Regions from separate parts of the Danio rerio genome. Here region 2 is linked to region 1. The links are chromatin contacts, called in public Hi-C maps. All regions are on one chromosome and are shown on one strand. The core of a region is the stretch at or near the end of the contact, and the rest is flanking DNA. Distances in the headings are between cores, read along the strand shown. Region 1 holds the start of gtf2b (general transcription factor IIB). Region 2 holds the start of bokb (BCL2 family apoptosis regulator BOK b).

The links. A called contact is a pair of places that touch in the nucleus more often than the background predicts.
Region 2: a Hi-C map of an unstated tissue shows a contact between it and region 1, with 2.2 times the contacts expected there. The contact joins the promoter of bokb here to the promoter of gtf2b in region 1. A contact is called at or near these places in 2 of 18 Hi-C or Micro-C datasets (hematopoietic stem cells and an unstated tissue) and 1 of 4 datasets of contacts at active chromatin or transcription factors (embryo).

The regions. Positions count from the first base shown.
Region 1 is chr2:25,744,946-25,751,925 of GRCz12tu, forward strand. gtf2b (general transcription factor IIB) reads right to left here and starts at 3,396. Exons shown (of 7, transcript NM_199697.1): 1 at 3,341-3,396; 2 at 414-520; 3 at 183-316. The coding sequence starts at 3,357. lrrc8da (leucine rich repeat containing 8 VRAC subunit Da) reads left to right here and starts at 6,224. Exons shown (of 3, transcript XM_073925294.1): 1 at 6,224-6,257; 2 at 6,397-6,488.
Region 2 is chr2:25,964,571-25,971,629 of GRCz12tu, forward strand. bokb (BCL2 family apoptosis regulator BOK b) reads left to right here and starts at 3,686. Exons shown (of 4, transcript NM_201185.2): 1 at 3,686-4,268; 2 at 5,919-6,047. The coding sequence starts at 4,046. stk25b (serine/threonine kinase 25b) reads right to left here and starts at 131. Exons shown (of 11, transcript NM_213308.1): 1 at 1-131.

The DNA of each region.
Region 1 (6,980 bases), core at 2,146-4,645:
TGTCTGGACTGCTACCCTGGTCAGGCCCAGGACATTAATAAATACTTATTATAATCAATTATTTTTTAAACTATAACACTTTAATCATTGCTTATATCAAGATTTCTTTCCAGACAGTCAAGACAATAAAAGAAAAAAATACAGATACTTTTTTTAATAATCATTAGTGGATAAATCCCTACCTTGCTGATCATGGTAGTGAGGTCTCCTCCATTGAGAAGAGGGTTTTGAGCATCGCCAACACGAGACGGATCTTTGGTTGCCTTCTCATTGGAGAACGTTCTCCACTCTGACCCCACATCAATTACACGGTCTCCTGCCATAGAAAGCGAAGGCGCGTTCATTGTCTTACTGTTTACATTAGTGATGAAAACATCCAGCTGTATAATTCAGAAGCAGGTTGAAACTCATACCTACTACAAGGCCACATTCAGGACAGATCATGTCTCCTGCCCTGTAGTCCTCCACCAGCAGGGCATCGGGGTGATTCGGGCATTGCACTTTGGGAAGAGAGTCTCCACTGAGAAATACAAAATTCAGATCTCAGAGGTCAGAAAAAAACACTTTTAAAGAGTATTGACATTTGATATAAATTGCTTGCCAGTAGATTTAGATACAGAAAAACATTTTAGGCATGCTCAGATGATCATTTTTATAGAAATAAAATCTAGTGAAAATAGCTGGGAAGGAATATCAGGAGAAGAACCATCTAATGTCACTTCATTGTAGGACTGCACAATATTCAAAACATCTAGCAATGCAATATATATTTTTTTTATTTTGTGATATGAATACAATTTCACCAGATAACTTAAAAATCTCTATTTGGAAAGAAAGTATAATGTTAAATCGATTGGGATGATTCTGCAGTGGGAGTGCATCTCTATAAAATCTAATAAACAATTTATAAACTTTTTAGGGTCCCCCGACACATGTTCGATGTGGGCTGTGCTATTGCATTTCTGTATTTATTTCATGCATAACAATCTCTAAATATAATCAGGAAAAAGTGTTTCATCATTTTCAGAGTCTAACAGTATTCAAGTAAAGTAACTGAAAGATAAAAATAATTTAATAAAATTAATCATTGTTAAAGTTACAAATGGTACAATTTATTGTGCCTGAATGCTTTAAAGGTCATAATACAATCACAGGCATCAACAACACATCAAAATTATGAATTATAATCCAGACTCAACATTGTGTATGCTCGCGATGTGACTATTGCGAATGATCATATTGCGATATCGATGCTGAAATTATATATTGTGTAACCCCTACTTCACTGGCATTGTTTTCAATTTTAATTATTTTTTTAAGTTATAACAGTTTAAAAGTCTAGTAATAACCCCAGTAACTATTCTGGAGTTTTCCAATTAACATTTCAATCAGTTATTAAGTGTACATGAATGATTTAATTCACCATTTTGCTCATTTATGCTGCATCTAAAATATAATGAAAGATATTTTTTTAACTTTCATTATTTTACTACTGCACTATACTGATTTTCTTAGGCGCATGTGCTTTTCCATAAAACTATAAAATAAAAATCAATAGGCTAAAATACTTCTCTCTTTGTTGTAATTGAAATATTTTTCAACAACAATAAAACTGAAGCAAAATGACTAATATTCGCTTACAAGCTTTTATCTTCTATATTTGAAAGCCAAAATGTCACTGAACATCCAACTGCAGTTCTCTTAGATAGATTGATTACAGTGTATAACCGTAAAAAATGCAACTAATGAATAATCATGACCATGCTATTTAAGTACAGTTAGTTTTATATTTAGTTTGCACACTCTGACTTTCTCTTTAATTATATAATCTCAATGAAGTATCATCAACATGATTGAAATAGTGAAATCATATTAGCAGCCAATGACTATGAACGCACAACATTGTTCACAATCAAGTAAATAGGGTTAATGTTGTACTGAATTCATATTTACAAGCAGTTTCAGTCTGTATAATCAAAGTAGAGTGGTAAACAACAGAACAAGTGGTCACTGTTCAAATATAAACAAATGTGTGAATAGGCATGAGAAGATAACCGGTTTCAAGGTTTACAGCAGTTAGGAAAAGTCAAGGTTTTAATACTGCTAAAATGTTCTGTTATACCATTGCTATGGTATATGTAAGGTTTTTCGACTCCAACTGCATTTTTTTTTTATAAATCTGTTTTTGAAACTAATGAAGACAGCAGAAATCAATGATTTAACTGTTTAGCCTTACATGTTTACTGTTCCAAAATATAGTACAAGCCTTTAAAAATTTTTTTTTTTCTTTTTTACCCAAACATTTAAAAAGACCTTATTTTAGAGCAGTAATCACAATACTGTGATCCAATAAAACTGTGGTAATTTTATCCAAGGTTATCATATACCATCAGAAACTTATATTGGCCCATGCCTATGTGCGAGTATAAAACCAATTATACCTCAATCCTATAGCTAACTAAGTTACATGACATGAAAAATAATTCTAAACTCTCAGTCTTAATTACCAACGATTTTAACATCAACAAATACTATTCTTAACTTTAATAAGGCATTAGCCTAATTTTCAGAGAACTGCTATGAACCACAAACAATTGTATGTTCAACTATTATGATAAAGACAATAAATATTAACACCAAAAAGAATTAAGTTCATTAGGCTCATTGTGATCTTAGATAATCCATAAGCTAATGTTAATTGATGAAGGTATTTGTAAAGTAACTCTACACCACAAAACACCTTATTCAAAAGCAAATTATTATTTTTATTTGATTATTTTATACAAAAGAAAACATTGAAACTGACCCATAAAAACTTCCCGTTTCTGTTCAAATACAACATCTACAGTAGTGAAAAAGCCTAAAAAACGAAGGCATTAACTAGAATAAATGATTGTTTATTATTGGCATAAATTATTAAATAAGAACAATAATTTGTCACTACACCAGGCAAGACTTCCTGAGTTGTTGATGTGGAGCAGTTAGCGCTGTTAGCTCTCTGATGACTGTTGCTCGGTTCACATTTGACAAGCATTTCAAGCCTCCACAAAGACCTGAGACAACAACCCTGACGACTCGTCTTTTAACGTTATTTACAGCTCCAGCAGCTGTCGCTTTGTCTCGTTTCACATGATACGAAAACACAAACAACGTGCGCTAGCAGAAAATGACAGCGTTCGTGTTTTCCTGAGGCTTTCATACGCGTCACAGCGACAACAAACAGCTAATAAAAGCCCAGAGAGCACAGCGGATAGAATCAAAGCTCATCTATAACGTGCGTTTACAGACCGATATCAGACAGACAGAGAAGCGATAGAAAACCATCAGAAATGAAACCAACCGGCTCGTTGACGCCATACTGTTTCTGTCTGTTGTCCACGGCAGTGACTCTCTGGTGAACACAATGGACGCCCGCTACCTCTATTTATAGGTTTTGTAGGTCACGTGTACAAAGAAAGAACGGGGTGCAACAAGGTTCAATTTTTCACATTTTTGATTCGACAAAACTTATTCATGTTCCCCCATTTGTAGTTTTTTTAGATACATGTCGTATTTTCATTAAGTTTGTCTGCGTTTTGAATTAAAACATGTACGTTATATGTTTCTATAAAAAATATCTCCTTGGATTCACGATGCATAATGTTTGGCTAAAACATAATTTCTGTTTTATTCTGTGATGGTTGGCATTTCGTCCAAATTTTAAGAAAAAGTAGGCTAGCTAAAAGGTGACATATTCATATTCATTTTAGACATCACAGCAACAAGGCAGTACCAATGTAACAAACAATTGTTATTCTGAAAATGATTCATGATAAATAGAGCTCTTAATGACAGATGTTTTTTTTTTAATTGGGAAAGAATGTTATCAGACCTTTTTAGAGTAATGTGATAACAGCATTTTTCTAAAACTCACACATAATAAGTTCAGCAAAACAAGTGGTCTTTTAATTTGTTCCACATATTGTTTCCTTAACATTGTAAGTTGAAGCAAACTGTAAACCCTGTCGAAAGAAAACAGCATATGATGGTGTTTGATGCTGGTATGCTGGTTTCAGTGCTGGTTTTGCTGGTCTCGATGCTGGTCTTGCTGGTTTCAGTGCAAGAACAGCAAACCAGCATCAAAACATACCTTACCAACATATGCCTTCTTTTTTCAGCAGTAAAATTCTACCATTATTGTTCTTTTAAAAATTGTTTTTTTTTTTTTTTTTTTTGGAAAACATGTCAGTATTATAGCTATAGTATAAATAGCTATAGTTTAAAGTTAATCTAAAATTTATTTGAAAAATATCATTAAGTATTAAACTGACAAGTAGGTTAAATAGAGGCTCAAAACATTTTTAATGTTCAGATGTCATTAAAATATAAAAAAAATCATTGTACAAAAGTACAATATAGATCTAACCATCTAATTATTTAAAAAAAAATCAGTTTTAAGATGTATAGAACAATACATTTCATGTCTGGACTGACTCACACATGTGCTAAACTACACGTGGCTTTAATTTGACTAATAATGGAAAATAAATGTGAATTGCATGCCTCATTTTAAAACTATCTGTCATGTTTTACAGCTTAGGCTTTTAATATTCCACATCAATTATGCTCTATTGAAAAATGATATACCATCCTTAAATTCATTATTCACTTGTGCCTTATAACGCAAATGTGTCATACATAGTCATTAAGAGTTCAGCTGGTGTACTCTTAAACCTCAAGGGTTGGGCTCTTCTATAATCATGCTGCGAGAACATTCATATGTCTCTAAAGTTATGATCTGTTTCTTTCTAAAAATACTTGAGTACTAAACGAGTACATGAAATGGTAAACAAGCGATGATATATCTTGTATATTTTAATGCCAACTGCAAATGTAAAAGAAAAAATAGAACTGTAAAAAATGTAGGTCATTTTGTGTTGACGTGTGGCCTTCTGTGGGGAGAACGTCTTCACATAAATTATAGTGTGCATGATTATAACTATATAACTAAAATCATGATTAATTATTTTATTAATTTTATTTTCAGCTTAGTCCCTTTATTAATCTGGGGTCGCCACAGCGGAATGAAGCGCCAACTTATCCAGCATATGTTTTATGCAGCGGATGCCAGAGCACCCGGGGGAAACCCACGCGATTAATTATGATATAAAAAATAATTAATGCTGATCTTAGATTATTTTTGACAGATAATAATTTTTTATTTTAAACAGAAATTTTTATTTGATTTTTTTTGGAAAAATTGTTACATTGTTTTAGCTTTTAAAAAACAATACTTTAATATAGATCTGTAGAACTTGTTTTATTAGGTTTATAACATTTTCCACTTCAGCACTTTAGACTTGATCTAAAAATGAGACCAAATAAATCTCTACTGCAATACATTTAAAATGACACTAGCTTAAGTGAGGTTAAAGCAAATTCCCTGTATTACATAGTCTTTGGCTAAAGTACGGGTTTTTGAGTCCATGCTAATTAATTAGTAAATGAATTCACCCAAAAATGAAAGTTTGTGATTTCAACTCTGAAAATAAGCTGTGAAGAATGATGAGGGGAAAACATTACTAAGTCAGTGGTTTTCAGCAATCTTCAAAATATCTTATTTTGTTTAAACAAGGTGGAAGGTGAAATTATGACAGATTTTCATTTTTTTCTCCTAACTATAATGGCTTTATAAATATGATCATGATTACTATATAAAATATGGAATTAAAATATTACTAAAATAAATTATAATTCCTGTGGTAATTCCACTGAAAAAAATAAAGAAAGAAGAAAGAAAGACAAAATCAACGTGACCATGATTCAGCAGGAAATATAAAGTTCCTCTTACAAAACTAGCTGAAACTTGGAGGGAAAAAAACGCACATTTAGGCTGGGTTGGTTTAGTCACCAAGACATTTCCTGCACTGTGCCAGCCAAACAATGCTGCACTTTCTACCTACGCATCTGGGTCCTAGTTTCCTCAAAAAACAAGAAAAAACCGAAGAAAGAGTGCAATGGGTTAGTCTTAATTATTACACGGTAATGACTGCTGACTGTCCAAACTGTACAATACTTCACAAACTCCACCTATAATATAAAAGCACCTTTATCTGAGGCACTACCTCGCGCACAGGGAACGTCTTCAAGAGGTTTGATCCCTCACCTTTATTATCCAGTGGCTTCATAAACGCAGCGCTGTCACCGTCCAATGAAAGACGCAGTTGACGAGCGGAACAGCTCCGTCATTTTGACTGCTGAACTACAAGTCGGAGCAGGTCGGACAAAGAGTCGCATATTTCAATGCTACCGCCGAGTTCAGACTTCTCTGGACAGCGTGAACAGCGCTTGACGGACATTACAATATTGTTCTGAAAGGGAATTGTTTGGTAGCGATTATGTTTTTGTCTTTTGCAGCCCGTTTCCTGCTCAACGACAACTTTTGACAAATCTAGTGTCTACGAAGAACGACAGCGAGGACTTTCACTGACGGAGACAGTAGGCAGACAGTAAGTTGACCGTTTTATGGTTTTATCTGGGTCTTCATGACTCTTTTATTCATACTTCCTAGAATATAATTGGTATATTATCCCCATGGGTTTCAGCCAGGTTATTATAGTGCAGTTTCGCGTTTAGACTGTGTATTTTTTTCTCTCTAAAGCAGATCCATCATGTAGCCTAACTTTATTATACATGTGAGAATATTTCTATTTGAGGCAATGTTTCATTAGCCTAATAATAGCCATTTCAGAACAACCTGGACACGTTTCGAATTTACTGGGTCATCCACTAAATTGGTGCATTACTCTTTTTTTTTCTATAAGTTAAAGCTATTATTTATTAAGTTTTCAAGACTACATTCTTTTGAAAGTTCTGCATGCTAATATCATGTTTATTAATAAAAAAAATCTCCATCAACAAACAATAATATAGTTAATAGTAATATCAAAAACAGGACCATCAGTTTTTTAGGATATTGATCAACTTGACCATGAGATGTG
Region 2 (7,059 bases), core at 2,436-4,935, 220 kb after region 1:
GACCCCGCAGCCTGGCGAGAATGACAGTTATGTGTCGTGTGACTCCATTTATGAAAGCATCAGCGTGCGAGCGAACCGCTTTCCGCGTGTTATTGTTTTATAACGATCAACGCAGGCTCGGGCGGCTCTTCATTTATTGCTTGCGGGAGAACAAAATAATAGGACCTACAGCGCATGCGCAGATTATGATTCAAGGAATGAGGAATTGTGGGAGTTGTAGTTGGACAGAAATTAAAATCCAAATTATTTTCCCATTTATCTTGTACGTTAGACCTTTGTGAACTCATTTGTCAATATGTTTCTGTGTAGTAATTGTACACTTTTCTTTTTTTACTTTTAATTTTGTTAAAGTACACATAAACTCAAAACTGACACATTGAATTTGTTTGCTCACAATGATGGTTTTATGGTTACAAATTCATCTGTACAAGTCATTAAGAAAAAAAAATGCCCTTGTAATCTTTAATTAGAAACTGAAAATGCTCTTCCTTATTGTTTTTCAGATCCGCTTGTTAAGTTGTGATGTATCAGTGTGTATGAAATACTGTTTTCGGGTCCAAGCCACTACTCGTTTATGAAAATATTAGTTTATGGCCACTTTTAGTAATAAATCACACTTTAAACTGAATTTTATATAAAATCATAGTACACAACATGCTTTGGACTTGTTGCTTCACCAATAACAAAATTTTAACATATTTTAAAAATGTATCACTTTCTGGCCATCTTATATTAGACATGGAAATATTTATTGTGATCGTGATTTTCACAAGTATTACATCGTTTTGTAAATGTTTATTATTACCATTTGATGAGTCTCCCCACACAGTTTGATATAGCACCTGGACCCGGAAACCGCTTCGCATGATGTCACACTTAACAAGGGGATTAGGTCTGTCTGAGCTGACGTATGGACCCTTTTCACATTTCTGGGTTTCTCAGTAGCGGAAGTTGTCATAGTTGGGTAAACATAGAGTGCAGTCAATGGGAGAGTACAACAAATACATTTTACAATCCTATTTGCTGAAATAATCAAATAAAAACTCAACGAGGGTGTTATCAAAACTTGCAGAAAAAGGAAAAAAATATGAGACTGATAACGGCAGCCAGAAGAGAGAACAACATCAAATGTTTTGTATTGTACCATAGACACTGAATTGGAAAAACCTTGCAAGTGGTAATTAGTTTTAGTGTTTTGATGCAAAGTTGATATAATATGTATATAAATAAATCAAAATTCACAAAGGTTTTAAAACATTAAAACATTCAAGTATTTAAGATTATGATGACTATAAAACATCTTAACAGTCTTGTGAAAAGGGTCCATTGGGTGTTGTTAACATACTAAACCACACCTCTACAACTGTCAGTGTACTGGACTTTTTTTCTGGAAATTTTTTTGAATGAACATTACAAAAGCACATAAATAATTCATACTAACCAATGGAGTATTGTAAAAAAATAAGATCTGTCAATACTGTTCTCATGGTGACTTTTCTGTCCACTGAAATCTACACTAAATAGATTCATTAGGCTTAACAGAATAATCCGACTACATGAACCGATACATTACAAATACTCTTTACTAAGCAGGGGCAAAGCTACTGTAAAAATCTGGGGCTCTATTTGTGACAATATTCAATGAGATTCTTTAGTCAAGATTGAGTTTTGGGAGGGAAGAGGAGACCGATTTAGGCCTCTGGGCCCAGTCTTCAGCATTTCCTGCTTACTATACACCTGTAAGCCACAGTTGGCACTTGATGCATGAGCAAAACACCCCAGATAAAGTATACAGATTTCTTTTTATGGCAAAAATCTTAAAAATATTTAAAAATCTTAAAAGTATTTAAAACTTTAAAAGTAAAAATCATGTTCCATGAAGATACTTTTGTGAATTTTGTATAACAAAACATAATTTTGATTAGTAATATGCATTGCTAAGTGTTTCATTCAGACAACTTTGAAGTCTGTGACTTTTATCTCTGTGTTGATGTACTTCCAACTGAAATGGAATATTGAGTAGGGGCGGGGATTTCTTTTTTGCATCATTGTGTAATAGTAACGGTAAAAGGGGTGTGGTTAAAGATATGACATACAGTTGCTATGGAAGCCCTCGGCTTAACGTCAACAGAAGAACCCCTGGCACACCAAGCGCAGAAGCAAATGGTCAGACTTTAAATGTAGATTTACATTTTTTCATTGGATTAACTTGCATTATCCATTTTAAGAGTAACAATGTGAGCTAGCAAAATAAACATTGTAAATTTTGATTTCATGCAGACTTTAAAGGTAATCTCAACCTAATATCTCCTATAATTACAAACTACATCAACGAAAAGCTTGTTTATTTAGCAAGTGATGTTCAATTATATATTTTCTTTTCGGCTTAGTCTCTTTATTAATTAGGGGTCACAGCAGAATGAACCGCCAACTGATCAAGCCCGTTTTACGCAGAAGATGCCCTTCCTGCCGCAACCTAACACTGGGGAACACCTATACACTCTTACATTCAAACATACACTACAGCCAATTTAGCTTATTCAATACCACATGTCTTTGGACTGTGGGGGAAACCGGAGCACTCAGAGGAAACCCATGCAAACACTGGGAGAACATGCAAACTCCACAGAGAAATGCCTCAGCAAGTGATGTATACACTTTTTTAAATTAAACTTACGATGGGTTTGTGATCCAAGGTCACATATCATTCATTAAAGGTCAAAGCTGTACTCAAGCATGATGATTATTCAAGTTAAAGAGAGTGTCCCAAGAAGTGAATTATCATACCTTTTAAAAATTCTAGGATTACCACTACGGCTAGTCTATACTGATGCATGCACATACCAAGCCTAATGGAGGTCTATTAAGGAGTCAGACAGGACTTTAAACCAATGCATTGGTTTGGAGAGGATTAGCCTGCTAAACATAGACAGATAATAACTTACTCGGTCAACCACTAGAGCAAAGCATGAATGAACTTCCCGCTGATCCCTAAAGGGAAGAATCATTGGTCTTCATGAAATAGGCACTTAATGTGAATGGGCTCAACACCTGTCTGTTCTGAGAAAAAAAAATCCTATTTTTATTCAGAGTGTGCTTCTAATAAATCAATAAACCTTTTAAATTTTATGTGTAGCTTAAGTACAAGTTAAAATGTCAAGTTAAAGTCTGTCTTAAAAAAAACATACCTCTACGTTAAGCACAGTGTGCAAGCTGTTATTCTATATTTTATTGTGATATTTAAAAATATTTAACTTTTTAAAGATTTTATGATTTTTACAATTATTTTTATTTAGGGGAACTCCTTGATAAAGACCCCCTCGAAAAGGCGATGGTTCATCTCAAGGGGTTATCCTATTTTATAAAGTAAAATTCATATTTACTAATATCTGTAGGCCTAAAGTAACTTTGGTAAACACTTGCTGTGTTCCTTTAAAAGGTATCCTCTATAAATTTACTTCGATTTCATATTGCATGTTGGTCTGTTGCATGAAAACGATTTGAAGAGTTTATTATTGTACATTTGATTTGGTATAGTTCATGAACTAAAAGCATTGTGAGCACTGACTGTCAGGATGCCATTGACTGTTTTATATTTGGACTAAGCCGTTCACTTGCTTGATTAGTGGTTACCTAAGCGTTCCAGGTAGAGAGAGAGGGAGAAAATGCTGCCAAGTGTGCGACTGAGGGCACAAATGAAGAGCCACTTCAGGACAGATCCAAAATATGACAGAAAGTTTTTGTTCTCCCAAGAGATGAAAGAGGAATGATGAAAGTGATCAGCGGAAGTTGATTGATCGATCGATTAGCCTAAAACCAATCGCTCAGGAGGGAGTTTAATGTGGGCTGACCAGTCGTCTTTTTGTTTCACCTGATTGGCTATTTGACTTCGGGAAACCTGTTTCATATTGAAGTTATCTGAACTTTCGCCGTGGACATGGGCTTCTTGTTATTAGCGGAGTCGGTGGGTTGTTTATGTAGGCTACATTACTTTATCCAGTGAAGTTGCGGTGGTTTGTCCTCGTGTCAGACAAACATGCGGGACATGAACGTGTTCGCGCGCTCCTCCGTGCTCGCCGCCGAGATGATGGATGTGTTTGATCGCACTCACACGGAGAAAGAGCTCGTCTTTCAGTCCAAGGAGCTGTGTAGAGACTTCATTCACTCCAGGATCACGAGAGAAGGACTGAGTTGGTCAAAAGTCGAGCTGGACCTGCCAGAACCGCGCGGAGTTCTTGTAGACGTGTCTGTGGTGCTGCTTAAACTGGGTAAGAGAAGCAGGAGTGAGTGGGAACTGAAAGGAGATCACCCAAAAAATAATATTCAGTCATCACTCTCTCTTTACCTGCTTCAAAACTGTTTGAGTTAATTTCTTCTGTTGAACAGAAAAGACGATATTTCGAAAAATGTTGGCCTTCCATGTTTGTTTTTCCTAAATCAAGTTTCTAACATTTTTCAGAATATCTTGCTTTGTTTTAACAAAAATGAAAACTCATAAAAGTTTGGAATCACTTGAGGGTGAGTAAATAGTTAGTATGCTTTATTTATTTATTTATTTATTTATTTAATTTTTGGTAAGGCTATCACTTGAAACTCTTAACAGGTGTGTATGGTAATGTAATAGTACAGTAAGCTATTTATCTTCTAGGTCAGCCTTCAGATCACGCAACTTTCTTCCAATTTTTGTAAGTTGTTGTATTTGGAGAAGTATTTATTTTGTTTCTGATGTCATGATTCTGGACCTTTGAGGACAACCAAAAAATAAACATTTTGCTTGAATGACCACTATTCTGAATACTGCGAGTTTCTGGTGAACACACCCCTCTCAGTATCGGAGCATATTTAAAATTAAGATTATATTTTTATTGTAACTTAACAACAAATGGATGTTTAACAGTTTACGATGTATCGCATACTAACACACCACCACAAACAGATAAAAGAATATATAAAGATCAATAGACGCTCTCTAGAAAGGTAATATGTTCAATGGTCAGTGCAAAAATGGAGTAAGACAACATAGTGCTGAATACAATAAAAGGTGTATATATGCATTCTATATGTTATAGGATATCAATGCATGTCAAGGTTGTATTAATTAGTATGGGTTTAAGAAAAATGTTAACATTTGCTTTATTTCGTAACATTACTTCCAAGTTTTAAATAAATATATATTGTCATTTAGATAAATGTTTTAATTTGTTGCAAATGGGACCATAACCACTTTCAAGGTTTACAAAAGTCAAGGTTTTAAAACCGCCAAAGTTTTCTGTTATACTGTTCCTAAGGTATATGCAAGTTGTTGTTTTTTTTTACGTTTTTCACAACTATTCTATTTAGTTTTTTAGGGCAGCAGTTTCTCCAGCAGGAAATGAAACTCTACATCAAAAGCCACTGGTCCAAAGTATTTTAAATGTATCTCAAAATAAAATATACTCAATGTTCAATGAGGAAAATGTTTTAGTTTTTTACCCAGACATTTAAACAGAACATATTTTAAAGCTGTAATTACAATACCGTGAAACTGTGAGATTTATATCCAAGGTTATCATGCTGTCAGAATCTTATACCGGTCCATGCCTAGTTGCAAATGAATGTAAACATGTCTGACAAAAACAGCACCTGTTTTGTTGTATTCTGCCAAAAAAGTTCTAAATGACATTTTTATTTGAAATATCATCATTATTTTCCAGTATAAAACCAAACATGTTGTAGATCTAAATCCAAAAATAATTTGTACAAACAAATATGAAGAAATATGTCAAGTGTAAACTGGAAATGTGTATACAACGTTTGTGGTTTTGCATTTGGAGTTCTTGAGAGACAGGTTTTATGATGTACAGTACATGTTTTGGAGGATAAAGAGGGTATAGGTACAGAATTGAAATAATGTTACTGGTTTTGCTTTTGTTTTACAGGTGATGAACTGGAGTGCATGCGTCCATATGTGTATCGTAATATTGCAAAGCAGCTGAATATCAGCGTATCGGTGGAAGCTGTGGTTTCAGATGCATTTCTCTCGGTAGCAACAGAAGTCATAGCCATGGGTAAGTGAGTGGGATAACAATATAACAGAGGCCTGTTTCAGAAAGGAAGTTAAGTGAAAACTCTTCAATATGTTAATCTTGAAATGAGGGAAAATCTTGAGTTTTTTTGTTTCAGAATGGTAGGTATGTCAAACATGAGAAAGAGCTGTCAGTCAAGCCTGTCTCTAAAAGGGAGGTAAATTATACTGTCACCATAGTAACTTTACTTTCAGTCCCATCTCATTTTTTTTTTAAGTTTAAGCAATGTCTAAGTACTTTATTTACTGATTCAAACTGCAAAAATGCTTTTCTCACGAAGTATAGTGAGGATAAATTTAGTGGTGTTGCCATAGATTACGGCTTTTTAAATGCTTGGTTGAAGTGGGGATGTTATGGGACTTTATGATCTGATTCCAAAACAATCCTTAACTTCAAAACTTCTGCTGTACATTTACATTTTTACAACATTACATTTCAACCAGAATTAGAGTTTACTTGCTTGTCTTTAATGATTGGATTCCATGTATGACAGAACTTTCATCTTAAAAACATTTTATTAAAGAATTGTTCTGCTTGAACCGGCTTTAAATGTAATAAAAAGAAAGATTACAAAGAGTAATTATGAACAGTAAACTTATTTCATAAAACCACATTTATTTTCTTAAAAAATATACGATTTTTAAAAATTTTTAAAAATTTGTTTCCTTAAAATTTACTTTAAGGAATTTATTTTAAGGAAAGAAATGTACAGCTAAAGTCAAAATGAGTAGCTGTCTTGTGAAATTATAATTATTTTAAAAATATTTCCCATATGCTGTTTATCAGAGAATATTTTTTTCAACACAATACATTTAATAATTTAATAATTAAAAACTAATTTCTACTAACTAGTTTCTTTGGTCTTGGTCATGATGAGTAAATCATATTTTACTAGTTATTTTGCAGGTTACTAATATTCAGCTTAAAGCATGAAGCAAGTTTTAAAACACAGGAATGCTTTATTATTTGCAGCACAGTGCAGTAGGCCTAGATC